Linked DNA regions of Sus scrofa: all the other regions are linked to region 3. A link is a contact called in public Hi-C and promoter capture Hi-C data. All regions are on one chromosome and are shown on one strand. Each heading gives the region's core, a stretch centred on a gene start, on an enhancer-like site or on the middle of the called end of the contact. The rest is flanking DNA. Distances are from core to core; before and after follow the strand shown.

The links. Promoter capture Hi-C pulls out the DNA fragments that hold promoters and counts their contacts. A called contact is a pair of places that touch in the nucleus more often than the background predicts.
Region 1: a promoter capture Hi-C map of liver shows a contact between it and region 3, with 6 times the contacts expected there. The contact joins the promoter of RFX3 here to the promoter of PUM3 in region 3. A contact is called at or near these places in 1 of 5 promoter capture datasets (liver), 3 of 47 Hi-C or Micro-C datasets (heart right ventricle, skeletal muscle and subcutaneous adipose tissue) and 1 of 2 datasets of contacts at active chromatin or transcription factors (alveolar macrophages).
Region 2: a contact with region 3 is called in a Hi-C map of liver, with 5 times the contacts expected there. The contact joins the promoter of SMARCA2 here to the promoter of PUM3 in region 3. A contact is called at or near these places in 7 of 47 Hi-C or Micro-C datasets (alveolar macrophages, embryonic fibroblasts, heart right ventricle and 3 more) and 1 of 2 datasets of contacts at active chromatin or transcription factors (alveolar macrophages).

The regions. Positions count from the first base shown.
Region 1 is chr1:218,337,938-218,341,981 of Sscrofa11.1, reverse strand. RFX3 (transcription factor RFX3) reads right to left here and starts at 1,554. Exons shown (of 19, transcript XM_021064186.1): 1 at 1,293-1,554.
Region 2 is chr1:219,812,622-219,817,144 of Sscrofa11.1, reverse strand. SMARCA2 (probable global transcription activator SNF2L2) reads left to right here and starts at 1,707. Exons shown (of 33, transcript XM_021064340.1): 1 at 1,707-1,861.
Region 3 is chr1:218,991,755-218,995,855 of Sscrofa11.1, reverse strand. It overlaps PUM3 (pumilio homolog 3), which reads right to left and starts at 1,717. Exons shown (of 18, transcript XM_001927669.7): 1 at 1,596-1,717.

The DNA.
Region 1 (4,044 bases), core at 305-2,804, 650 kb after region 3:
AAATATACACACGTTTCAAGTTGGGAAGCTTCATACATTCTTTATGAACAACTTGACTTCAATTTCAACTCTCAAAGGAAAACGAACAGAGATGAAGAAAAAAAAAAAGAAAAAGGAAAAACTCTTTAAAGTACCGTAACTGTCACAAATAACAGTGTAAACTGAGTTCTCACAATGCTTCCTTATGTCCTCTCCCTGATGGTCACACACAAAGTCCCATAACCATAATGAAAATTGTTAACACTCCACTGTTGGGGAAGGAGGCTCATCAAAGTGAAATGGAACCTCACCAGTACCCCTCCCACCTCCACATGAAGGATAAAGCACTGTCAATAACTACTAACCCAAGTTATCACAGATGCCCTGCATCCGGTTTAAATCACACACACACACACGAGAGGGAGAGAGAGAGAGAAGAGAGAGAGGGAGAGAAGAGAGACTTTTTTAAAAAAAGATCTCTTTCCCAGTGCAGCAAAGAGCCCAGCAAAGAGGCCCCAGGTTTCAGTATGTGTGCAAGGGGTGTGGGGGGAGAAGAAAGAAGGGGAGGGAAGAGTGCAGAATGGATATTAAGACTGTTTTGCAGCACAAAGAAAACACAGTTTTAAAAGAAAAGAAAAGAAAAAAAACATGCAGCTGATGATGGTAAACGAGCAGCCCATCTAGCACAAGGCAAAGAGGGGCAAAAATGAAGGGAATAGGCGGTGGGAAAAGTTCACCGTTGTACGAGGATAAAAATAACAAAACCCATAACAAGGCCCCACAAGTGAACAACAACAACAGCAAAACACCACCTCTTGGGTACCCCCCTGCACACTCTTGTCTATTTCGCTTTTGAAAGAAGCAGGAACCACGCAGCTTCGAAAAAAAAGAAAATTAAAGAAAGAAAGAAAGAAAAAAATCCTTATCTCTTCACCTGACCCTCCTCCTCAGACCCGGACCTAGGGGAGAGCTACACGGTCCGCAGCGCAAAACTGTGGCTCCCTCTCCCGCTCGGCTCGCAGCCCCCCGAGCTCCCGCTCCATCCCTGAAGCGCTGCCGCGGAGGGCCGGGGCCGGCGGGCAGGCAGCGCGGCGCCCACACCCCCGACCCAGCCGCGCGCACGGTCCATTGTAAACAAGCCCAGGGGACTGAGCCCCTCAGCAGCGGCCCCGCAGCTGCAGCCCCGGTGTCAGGAGTGAGACCCCCGCACAGCCACACTCAGCTCGCACACACGGACACACACACGCACGGACACACAGGTTCACACGCATCCACACGCTCCCACACACATGTAGAGACCGAAGAATATTCACCTTGGCTGTGGATTATTGTGGTGTTGTTGGTGGGTGATGGAGATGGTGGTGGTGGGGAGGAGGAGGAGGAAGAGGAGGAGGAGGAGGAGAGGAGTAGTTGTTGTTGATGGGTAACAGTCGCCAGGACTACGGTGACTATGGCGCTTGATTCACAAGGCAACGGTTGCTATAACTCACAAAAGAGAGAGAGGGAGAGAGAGAGAGGGAGCGAGAGGGAGAGGGAGACACTCGCACAGGGAGGGGTGGGGGAGGGAAGAGAGGAGGAGGCGGGCCGGCTAGCCGCCGGAAGGGGCGGGCCCAGCACCGTGACTGACAACCTCCAAACCCGGGTTGTAGGGGCGCGACGGAGGAAGGACTCTGAAGAGATGCGCTAGGTTGGAGAGGGATTCAAGTCACCCAGGAGTCCCTTTGAAGCAACACTACTATGCTCCCCGGAAAGGCTGGAGAGGGAATTTAGGGGTGTGGTGCGAGAGATACTTTCTTCCGAACGAGAGCTGCCAGTCTCAGCATCCAGCTTTGTGCCAAGCCTCCCAGCTGAGAGAGAGTAACGGCTAACCCAGGAGAGGGGGTGTTGATGGCTATTCCAGACAACTTACGGGACAACACGCTACAACGAGAAAAAAAAAAATCCACTTTGAAGAGTGGGCCCGCCCGAGATAAACGTCACTTCCGGGGCGGGGCGGGCGGAGGGGTCCCGGATGTGCCGCCGCTCTTTCCCCCCCTTTTTTTCTTTTCTTTTTTTTTTCATTTTCTTTTTTTTTTTTTTTCCTCGTTTCTGAGGCGCCAGCGGTGTTCCCGGTCGCAGCCATCTGCTGGCTTCTAGCATTCCTGGTGCTTCAGGGGCGGCGGGCCCGCGCTGTATTGGAGGGCCCGCGCCGCCTTCGCTCTCCTGCTCTCAGCGTCCCACCCCGCTCCAGTCTCCTGAGGCCACGACTCGGAGGAGCGCGGGCGGCGTGAGCGAGCTGCCTCCGCCGCCATCTTAGAGCAAAGGAGCGCCGGGCGCGTGTGGGAGCGGGCCGGCTTCCCCGGGTCCAGCGCGCACGGAGAAGGTCCAAGCTCGTGGGCCTTACCTCCGGAGCGCGGAGGCAAGGTCCCGATTCCCCACCTACGTAGTGGGGAGTAAGCTCTACTCAGGATGAAGAAATCGCCCTGTCGGGGAACACGAAATCGCATGGCGCCCCCCCCCCACCTTGGGAAAGGCGCTAGGAGGTGGGGTAACTTAACACCTGCTCTGTGTAGCATCCAGTTGGTTCCTATATTCCCGTTATCTTCACCTTTCAAGTGTGAAGCAAGTGTTCTTGTTTAAAGTTGACCAAACCAGGATTTGAGCACAACCCCGTGTCCTGTTACTTCCCTGGTCCAGATCCCGGGATACCTTAACAATATGCTGTATCTGAAGGTCTTGTTGCTTCAGGGTGTATTGAACTAGCCCAGTGGCTTCCGTGGGTAATGGATGTTGTTAGCACACAAGTAGCCCTCTCGAACCCCGGTTGGTGTCGATAGCCTCCGTTGCCAAGGTTCAGACATCCTCGTCCAATTCTCTGCAGGTGCAAGTCTTGCAGGAACATGCCCCCAGGCCCTGCCAATACCACAAACCTCCAACACTTGCAGCTAAGCTACTTATCCAAGACAATAACATGAGAAGCAGGGCATTAGAAAGTCCTCTTGAGGCTTACTCTCTGCACTTGCAAGATAACGGTTTGGGGCCACAGAAATTCACAATGCTAAATAATAATAACCACCATTACAGAGGTCTAAGGCTGCCCCAGACATTGTGTTTAGTGTTTGACGTGCATTATCTCATTTAATCCTCACAACACCACTATTAGGTGCATAGTCTCGTTTTTGAGAAAATAGGCACAGACTCTTGAAAGTCAGTGGTTTTATTTTACAGCTCTGTGCCGTAGAGTATTCGTTAAGAGTATTTTAGGAATTAGCTATTTAAACCATTTAAGAAAGTAATGTTGTCTTTGGTAATCTCAGTGAGTTACAGAGGTTCTTTTAACAATGTATTACAAGGTAATAGTGACCAGTGCTGAACATAGTTCTAAAACAGAAAGGTTTCAAGACCCACCAATTTAGTCTGAGGGCGATGACAATGTGACCAACAGCAGTTAAATTCTTCATATTTAGAATAATACTTTCAATATACACATGGGAAATAAAGTATGCATTCCAGCTGTATGAAAACTGGTAGTCATTATGAATATTCATTTCATTACATTTACAGATCAAGTCCTCTATTCCTGTAATGGTGTGCGGGGCGGTTGCTCACACTACACAGCTCTGAATAGCTGTGCTTTTTTAGTTCTATTGTCTGTTATAGTTTGCCTATCCCTTCCCTCACTGTCAGCTGTTGCTTCTTACTGCTATTAGTGAACATAGTTCTATTATCCTCCCATCTTTTTAATTTAATGCTTTTAATCTACAGTCAAGAAAACCACATAATGAAGCTTGTGCAAAACTGTATCTCAAGAGTACTTTGAGGAACTCTCTTTTAGAAAAAGTGTGTGACCTTTGTGCCAGGACATTGTAACATCAGTTTTAAGCTACTTAAAGACATTTTTCCTGATTTGGCCTTTTCCTGAGTTAGGTATAGATAAGTATTTTAAGTGAGTTCTTTGAAAGTTAGGATTTAGAATATTTTCCCCTCTTGTAGGATAATTGATAGTATTACCTCTAATCATATGAATTTTTCAATGTTACCACAACACAATTGAATAACCAAGCTACCACTTCAAGCTATAGATTT
Region 2 (4,523 bases), core at 458-2,957, 820 kb before region 3:
GTCCTGAGGTTCACTTTGGGAGAGACAGAAAATTATGAAGCTCAAGTTAACAAGCAAGTAGCAAAGCCTTAGAAGACTACAGGGTTCATGATCCTTGACACTCCTTGCCACTTGAAAATGGTGCCCTTGCAGACTCCTTCTACAGCAATGGACCAGCAACAGAAACAATTCTTGACATTTAATGACCACACGTAGCACATTGCAGCTGGTGTTCTATCCACAGCTTCTTGTCCTCAACTTAGCCAGTACATAGTTTTAAGCATCCTAGAACTGTATTTCAGACCCATAGCTCAAATAGTCAATTTTGCAACACTAAAATGGTCTTAAAACAGGATTTTACTCTGGGGGGAAAACTCTCAACCAGATAGTCACAGTGTACTTTGAATGACTAATTTAAGCCATTACATTACAAAATAAGGGATAAATCATAACACTACCATATAGGAACAGTTTTAATTTAAGAGTCAAGCGCCTACATTAATCTGAGTCTAAAATAATAGGTCCTTGATTTAAAATCTCCTAACATTCTTTCACACTTCATAAAACTAAAAATAAAATCGTCTCAGCAAACACTGACCTGTTAGTCCAGCCAAAGTACTGTATTTCAAGGAAAACTGGAGCAAGAGGTCTCAAAACTACTAAGTGCCAGCAGTTTACTGTTTGTAGGCTTAACTGGTCTTAAACGTGGCCTGGAGGCCAAGAGACTATGGACTGGAGAGAAAAAGAGATTTATTCCCCTTCTTAAATCAAAAGCAGATTCCATGCTTCAACTGCCCCCTAACTCGCCCGCCCTGCCCCCACGAGGTTGTTTTCACCTATTTTTGTATATATTTTACGCGAAGATGACAGGTGAGGAAAGGTTAAAGTGCTGTGTCTGGTCCACAAAGTAAACAGAGGGGTTAGGGCGGTGTTATTTATTTACAAGGCATTCAGCCTCTCAGCTGTTTTTCCCTTTTTGGCGTTTGGAAGCTAGCAGTCCTTTAGAAAAAAAAGACAGTTTTGGCAGGAATGTTCTTTGTGCCCGCCTTCCTTTTTACGGGAGAGAAAGGGAACAGATTTATAATTACAGCCTTGTGGCGGGGGGGCAAGAGAAAAAGTTTCGTGCGGGACATCGATGCCTCTTTTTTTTTTTTTTTTAAATGGCCAATACCTTGCCACAAGCAGCTTTGGTGCCACTCGGAACCGCCCGCCCACCCCACCCTGTCGCCCCCTCCCCTTCCCTCTGCAGGCTCGCTCAGGCAGGCGGAGGCGCAGTTAAATTCCAGCACCTTCTTTACATACCCCCAAACTACTACGAGCTATTACTACGGCTGCCCTCCCTTTCGCTGCCTCCTCCCCTTCCCAGCGTCCCGGGAGGAGCCTCGCAGCGGCCCTGGGAGAAGACTGTCAGCATGGGATAACGGGCGCCCAACTCCGTCAAGGCTCTGGGCTTTCCGCATCCTGCGCAGTTTCTCTGCTCAGGCGCAAACACAGCTCAGAGCCGGCGCCTTGCAAACCCACACGGATCCACGCATACAGTAGAGCTGTCTCGATCCACATTCTTGCACACCGCCCCCTCCGCTCCCCCCCCACCCCCCGAGCTCAGGGAGTCGCTGAGCGGGGCGAGTGACAGACGCGTCCCGCCAACCCGCGTCCGGGCGGGCAGGGAGGAGCGGCGCGAGGGGCCAACAGCGGCGCGTCTTCCGGCGCCCAAGGAGGCGGCGAGGGTGGGACACGGGGCGGAGCCGGAGTTTAGGAAGAGGAGGGGATGGCTGTCATCAATGAAGTCATATTCATAATCTAGTCCTCTCTCCCTCGGTTTCTGTACTCTGGGTGACTCAGAGAGGAAAGAGATTCAGCCAGCACACTCCTCGCGAGCAAGGTAAATATAACTTACAACTCCTTTCTCCTCTTTCCCCTCCCTCTGGCCTCCCGGCTGCAGACGCCGCATAAACCCCTCAGGCACCGCGCCGCCTTCGCCGGGGATCGTTCATTATTATCCTAATTATTATTTATTGTGCATGCACGGAGACCAAAACAAACAGGCGGGCCAACCGCCACAACAACAACAAAAAAAGCCCGCCTCCTCCCCGCGGGCCTCAGGTGGAATGCTCTAACAACAGCTCCCGGGCAGCGGTGGAAGGAACGGGAAAGTTTCAACCGAACCTTACTGTTCTGATAATAACAGTAATAATTATTACTTAAAGGAGGCAAGGGGAGGAAAATCCCACCAAAACACAGCCTTGACCCTAGGTAGGCAGTCAGCGATGCACTGCCAACTCAAGGTTGTAGCACACACATACACTCGGCAAGGTTGCAATCCCTCCATTCCCTTAAAAGCTGGGGTGGTGAGGGAGGAGGCAGGAGGATCGGGGGAATAGGATGGAAACGCGACAGTTCTTCCAGAGCAGTCCTCCCCGGAAGAGTTGGAAGGAGAGCAGGAGAGGAGGGCGAGAAGCCCGGGCTGCCGGCGGGGATCCAACGAACGCGGCTGACACCCGCTTCCTGGGGACTTGTTTAAAGGGCTCCGGCTGCGGAGACGCGAGAGGATCGCGGCGGGAGAAGCCGGAGCTGGCGCGCCAAAGCGGCGGCAGTCAACGCCGCGGGGCCGGTGCGTGCGGGATCTGAGGTGTCACCTCCACTTTGCGCGTTCCCTCGGGCGGGGATGGGGACGCTGACCGGTAGGCAGGCCTTTAGGCAAAAGGGCTGCTGGGGGGCTGTGTCTGGGGCACTACGGACGTCCTGGTACCTGGCGGCCGCGCGGGCTCGGGTGTTGAAGTTCGGGTGTCCGGCCGGGGCCGCACTGCTGGGAGGGAAGAGGCCGGATAGAAGGAGGTCGGAGGTGCCCGCCGGGCTCAGTTATCCGCCCTCTCCCTTCCCGGGTTTGTTTTCTTTTGCTTTGCGCCTTCCCCTAGCTTGAGCCGCGGGAACCGAGGGCGTGGGTCGCGGGTGATCATCCGGGTGCTAGGGGCGCGCTGGGGCCGGGGAGAGCCACGGTGACTGCGGGCCGGGGAGGCCATGATCCGGATAATCCTCTCTGCCTGACTGTCACAAACAGGACCCGCGCGCACCCGGCAGCGGCGGTGGCATTCGCCTGAGAAGGGGAAGGGCTGAGGGGTGGGGGGTGGATAGGGTGGCTGGCGAGGGCGGGAGGCGGGGAGACCGGGTGGGAGCCTCCTCCCAATGATGACACGCTCCCCTTCCTTCTCCTTCCTTGCTTTCGAGTTTGATTTATTCCCATCCCAACCTGGTTTACCCCTTCCTCCGCTCTCCCCCTCCATCTGGCCGTCTTCCCTCCTTCTGTTTGCGTTGCAAAACACGGCCATGCCATCTGCAAAGGTGTCGCGATGCACTTCCCCAAATAACCAGTCCTGCGCGCCAGCCCCTACTCGCCCTCCGTCTGCGGGCGCACACCAAGCAGGGCGCCCCGGGTGCCCCGCAGCAGGCCTTGCAGCCTGGCGCAGTTGCACCGCGCGGGGCGGGGTGCAACAGTGCGGGCTTAAGAGGGACACCAGCGTCTGACTCCCGGCACTCGGGTCGGTTTCCGGTACACGCGGGGAAATAGCCTCCTGCCTATGTCTGCGCGCTCGCCCCCGCCCCTGCCGCCTGGATTGCATTATTATTTTTATCCGGGTTGCAGTTTGCAGCGGATCCTGGTGAGCGCGGGGCTGGCCGGACTGCTAGGGGGGTGGGGGTGGCGGGGTGGAGGGAAGTTGGACGTGGATCAAGCTGGAAAAAAAAGTTTGGCAGGGAGGCTAAGTAGGGAGGGAGGGTGGGAGGGAGCAGCGAGCTCCCACAGCTCGCGTCTCCGCTCGGGGTCGGCTCGAGTGTGTCTGCGCGTGAGTGTGAGTGTGTGTTGTGCGCGCCGGGGCTAGTGCGTTGGGAGCAGTGGCGCGGGCAGCCGCTCCTGCCCGCGCCCTGCCCGGGAGCGGAGGAGGACAAGGCGAGGTTTGGTGGCGGGGGATGGTGGGGGTGGCGTGTGCGTGTGGCTGTGAGTGTGAGTGTGCGCGGGCGAGCGGCAGAGAATCAGGAAGTCACAGCAGCGAAGCGCACACAGACATGTTTGATCGCCGTGACATGACGCGCGCGAGGGAGGAAGCGGCAGCGGCAGTGGCGGCGGGGGCCGGGCGGCGGGCTCCGGCGCGGGCCTAGGAATCCGGCGGGGAGACCCGCTCCGGGCCGCCGGCCGCGCCGCCTCTGTAGGCTCGCAGAGCCCAGTGCCTCTTTTTGTTCCGCGTCCCCCAGGTAAGGAGCCTGCGCCGCCGCCGCCGGCCGAGTGTGGAGCTTTCCACCTCTTTCCCGGCGGCCCCCTCCAGTCTCCCGGCTCGCCTTTCCTGCAAAGTCAGGCAGGCTGGGGAAACCCAGTCCCTGCCCTCAGATCGATCGCTTGGAAAACTTTTCAGCGGGAGGTACAACAAGGGGAAGAAAAAGGCCGCACTGGCTGCTGTCCCTTGTCAGTCCTTTCTCCTCCCGGTCCAGAGTAGATTCGCGGCGCCCTGGGGCTGTTGCACATTCAAACTTCGGGCCTAAACGCGCTTGCAACT
Region 3 (4,101 bases), core at 468-2,967:
CAACATAGTTAAGCATTCTAACTGAAGTATATAAAAAGTGTTCAAAAAGCCACAGAGCTGAGAGAGCCCAATTCTGCCTTCTGAAGGAAAATAACAGGTTTCCCAGAGATAGAGGAACGTGTGATTGATCTTTACTCCTTTTGGCGGTCAGGTTCAGCATTGCACTTTGAAAGTACTGACCATTGAAAACCCAACTTCTAAATGCTGGCATTCCTCAAGTCTTCTCTCTATACACATCTCTCAAGGGGATTTCATCCAGTCCCATGGCTTTCTGTGCTGGACCCTTAAATTATTTCTCCCTTAGGAGTATCTTCTTGGACTCCAGACACGTATTGGAGTATCTTCTTGGACTCCAGACATGTATTCTAACTACCCACTTGAAACTTCCATTTATGTGTCTAATAAGCATCTTACACTTAACGTATACAAAATATAATTCTTTATATGTCTGCAGCACCTCAGTCACAGCTGTGGCTCAGATTCAACCCCTCGCCTGGGAACTTTCACATGCTGTGGGTGTAGCCAAAAAACAAAAAAAAAACAAACACTCCGCCTGGAAACAAAAATGTCCTCATCTATTTTTCCCCATTTCAGCATTGGCTCATCACCCACTCCAGTGGTCAAGTAAGAAGAGGAAACCCAAGATTTACCTGTGATAGTTTGTCTCCCTTGTCTGCTACATTCAATCCTTCACTAAGTCCTCTTAAATCCCCTTTAGTAACTTTAACTGACCCTCTAACCCTCCAACTTCAATCTCCACTACCACCACCCTGATCCAAACCATCGTCAATAATCTCTATATAATACATTCTATATGAAATACACTACATAATTATACAGACTATATAATAACTACACGCACTATATAATAATACAAATTACTACACATTATCTGAAGAGAACCGGGACCTGCTTCTCCCTTGCTTGTAAGTTTTCACTGTGTTGTACAAATGGGAATATTCTCCCATTGTAAAGAAAATCCATACTCCTAGCAAGCACTGACTCCCAAGCCCTACAGAACCTCCCACCCACCCATTTAACTTTGTCTTGTATCGCTGTACTTCTGGCTCACTACTCTGGCTTCGCTTCTACAGTTTCCACCTGAAGGACTTAGCCCAAGTTACTGTCTCTGCTGAAAGTGGTTTTCCCTGCGCTTCCAGATCCCAGGGTGGCCTCTTGTCATGCTCTGGATCTCGGCTTACTTCCCCCAAACACCCCCATCCTCCAGCTGAGCACTAAATTCGTTTCCCTCCCAACGCTTACAACTTGCAACCGTACATTCAGAGTGTAAACTGGGCACCCAGTCAAATATATGACAGAAAAGCTGAAAGCTACTAGCACACGCTGGGATTTTAGAGGCTGAAGGTAGTTCAAGTTAACCCAGCATTCTCAAGACAGCGAGATAGGGAGAGAAGTAAACCTGCTTTGGCAGTCAGGCTCCCATAAGACCTAAAACTCCCAGAGTAGAAAAAGCCATAGAAGATCAACCGGCGGATGACAGATGTGAACACCTCTATCCGAGAGACCCTCCCACTCCAGCGCCGGCGAGGGAACAAAGCCCTCCCGGGATCTGCAGCGGAGCGCGCTACACTCACCACACACGTGCGGGTCCGGGAAGCACGGGTCCTGGACCCACCGCGAGGACTTCCGCTTCCTAGCCCAGCCCCGCCCCTGTCTCCCTTTACCTTCTTCCGCAGCGGCGCTACGGTTAAGGGGAGGGAATTATCCAGAAAAACGGAAATTCGGCGTTGCTATTGGTCCGCTCTTACTTATATCTCATCGAGAGGCGCGAGGACTGAGCCACAAAGAGTTTTGGCCCTGGAAAGGACCCGTGGGGCGAAGACGGGATAACGGCTCCTGAAAGTGACGTCATTAACCCTGTCTTTCCCGGGAGGAGCTGGAGCTTTTCGCAAGGGCTCACCAATTGTGGCAGCGGAGAACTTGGCGCCACTAAACTGTAGGGGGAATTGAGGCTTAAACAGTTAAGAATTTTAGAATGGTTCATTCGCATCCTTTCTGGTATTCTAGAGGGGAGGATTAAAGGGATATGTCCGGAATCGGCTTGTATTGCGATCTCGGCTTTTTCTTCTGCTTGTTAGCTGCGTGGCTTACGACAAATGGCTGAATTTCTTTGAACCTTGGTTACTTGATCAAATAGCGATGGCTGTCATGTATGGAAAAAGCCTAGTACAGTGAATGATTGATAAATGTTTAACATTTTAAACGTCTGCCCTTCCGTCCAGAATGCAGTTATCCCACTATCCACTTAAGGAGATGAGACTGTAGTTAGGCTGCTACCTCATTTTGCAGGTGCAATGGGGTCAAACTTGGTCCGGTCAAACAACAGAATTTATTCTCTAATTGTTCTGGAGGCTAGAAGTTGGAAATCATGCTGTTAGAGAGTTTGTGCACCTTCTTCAGCCTCTAGGGAACAACTTTGTGCCTCTTTCCGCTTCTTGCGGTTCCAGACTTTCCTTGGCTTGGGCCGCTCCAGTCTCTGCCTCTGTCTTCACATGACTTTTTCTTCTATGTTTTCTCCTTTCCTATGTGTTTGTTTTTTTTTTTTTTTTCTTTTTTCTTTCTTTCTTTTTTTTTTTTTTTTTTTTGTCTTTATGTCTTTTCTAGGGCTGCACCCCCAGCATGTGGAGGTTCCCAGGCTAGGGGTCTAATCGGAGCTGTAGACACCCGGCCTACACCGGAGCCACAGCCACCCCCACGCCAGATCCGAGCCGCGTCTGCGACCTACACCACAGCCTACCGCAACGCCGGATCCTTAACCCACTGAGCGAGGCCAGGGATCAAACCCACAACCTCATGGTTCCTAGTCGGATTCGTTATCCACTGAGCCATCCTTTTCTATGTGTTGTAAAGGCACTTGTCTGTTTATTGAATTTAGGATCCCTCAGGATAATCAGGGATGATCACATTTAGATGTCTTTACTTAATTACATATGCAAAAATCTTTTCCCCAAATAAGGTCATTTTCATAGATTCTGCAGGAAGGGACACCAACATATCCTAAGCTCACTTAAGTCTCATAAGAAGTTAAGTAGGTCTTTCCCCCTCATGTTATGGAGAAAGGGAAGACATTCATTAATTTTGATCCAGATTCAAATTCAACCTGGCTGCCTCTGGACTACTTTCTGTAATTGATTATTTCTCCAGTAAAAGCTCAAGAGAAGAGACTGTAGAATGAGAATTGCAGGAGGTCCATCAGCAGTGCTTATTAGGCAAATAATATGGTATGTGCTAGGCAATTTTTTTTAATAATAATAAAATCTTCATAAATACACCTACCTGGAAGGGATGCATTTACATTTTCAACACCACAGGGAGTTCCCCTTGTGGCTCAGCGGGTTAAGAACCTGACTAATATCCATGAGGATGCAGTTTAGATCTCTGGCTTTGTTCAGTGATTAAGGATCTGGCATTGCTGTGAGCTGTGGTATAGGTCACAGACATGGCTCAGATCCTGAGTTGCTGTGGCTCTGATTCGACCCCTAGCCTGGGAGCTTCCATATGCCGTGGGTGTGGCCCTTAAAAAACAAAACAAAAACACCACAGAAAGCAGCACCCTATATCCTCTCACATACACCCAGGTACCTGTCTCAAATATATACATCAAATCTCTACTATTCGTCTACCTTCTTACCAGGGAGGAAAAAAATTTGTCACATACCAAAGTTCTGGACTATAAATAATAATTCTGTTGATCAAATATGCTGTCAAAAAGTTGACACAATGATTTGAGTGTTTTGTTTGGAGTGAGTTGGGAGTATCTTGTGGTTTTGCAGAACAAAAAAGTTTATAATTTTACAGTTAACTAAGTTAAGTCCATTAATACTTCAAATATCTAATGATCTAAATGTTGAGCATTATATGTATTCCTAGAAGCATAAAATGCTCTTCCTAAATGATAGTGCATTCAATTTAATCATAACATCTGGACTTGTACCAGTCCAAGAGGTTTATAGCAATGTAATTAAGAGCACTGACACTGGAATCAAATGAATCTGGCTTAAAATCCAAAGAATGTGTGATGGTGAGATGACAGTTAATTTGTATGGGCCTCAGTTTCTGCACATGTAAAATGGGAATACC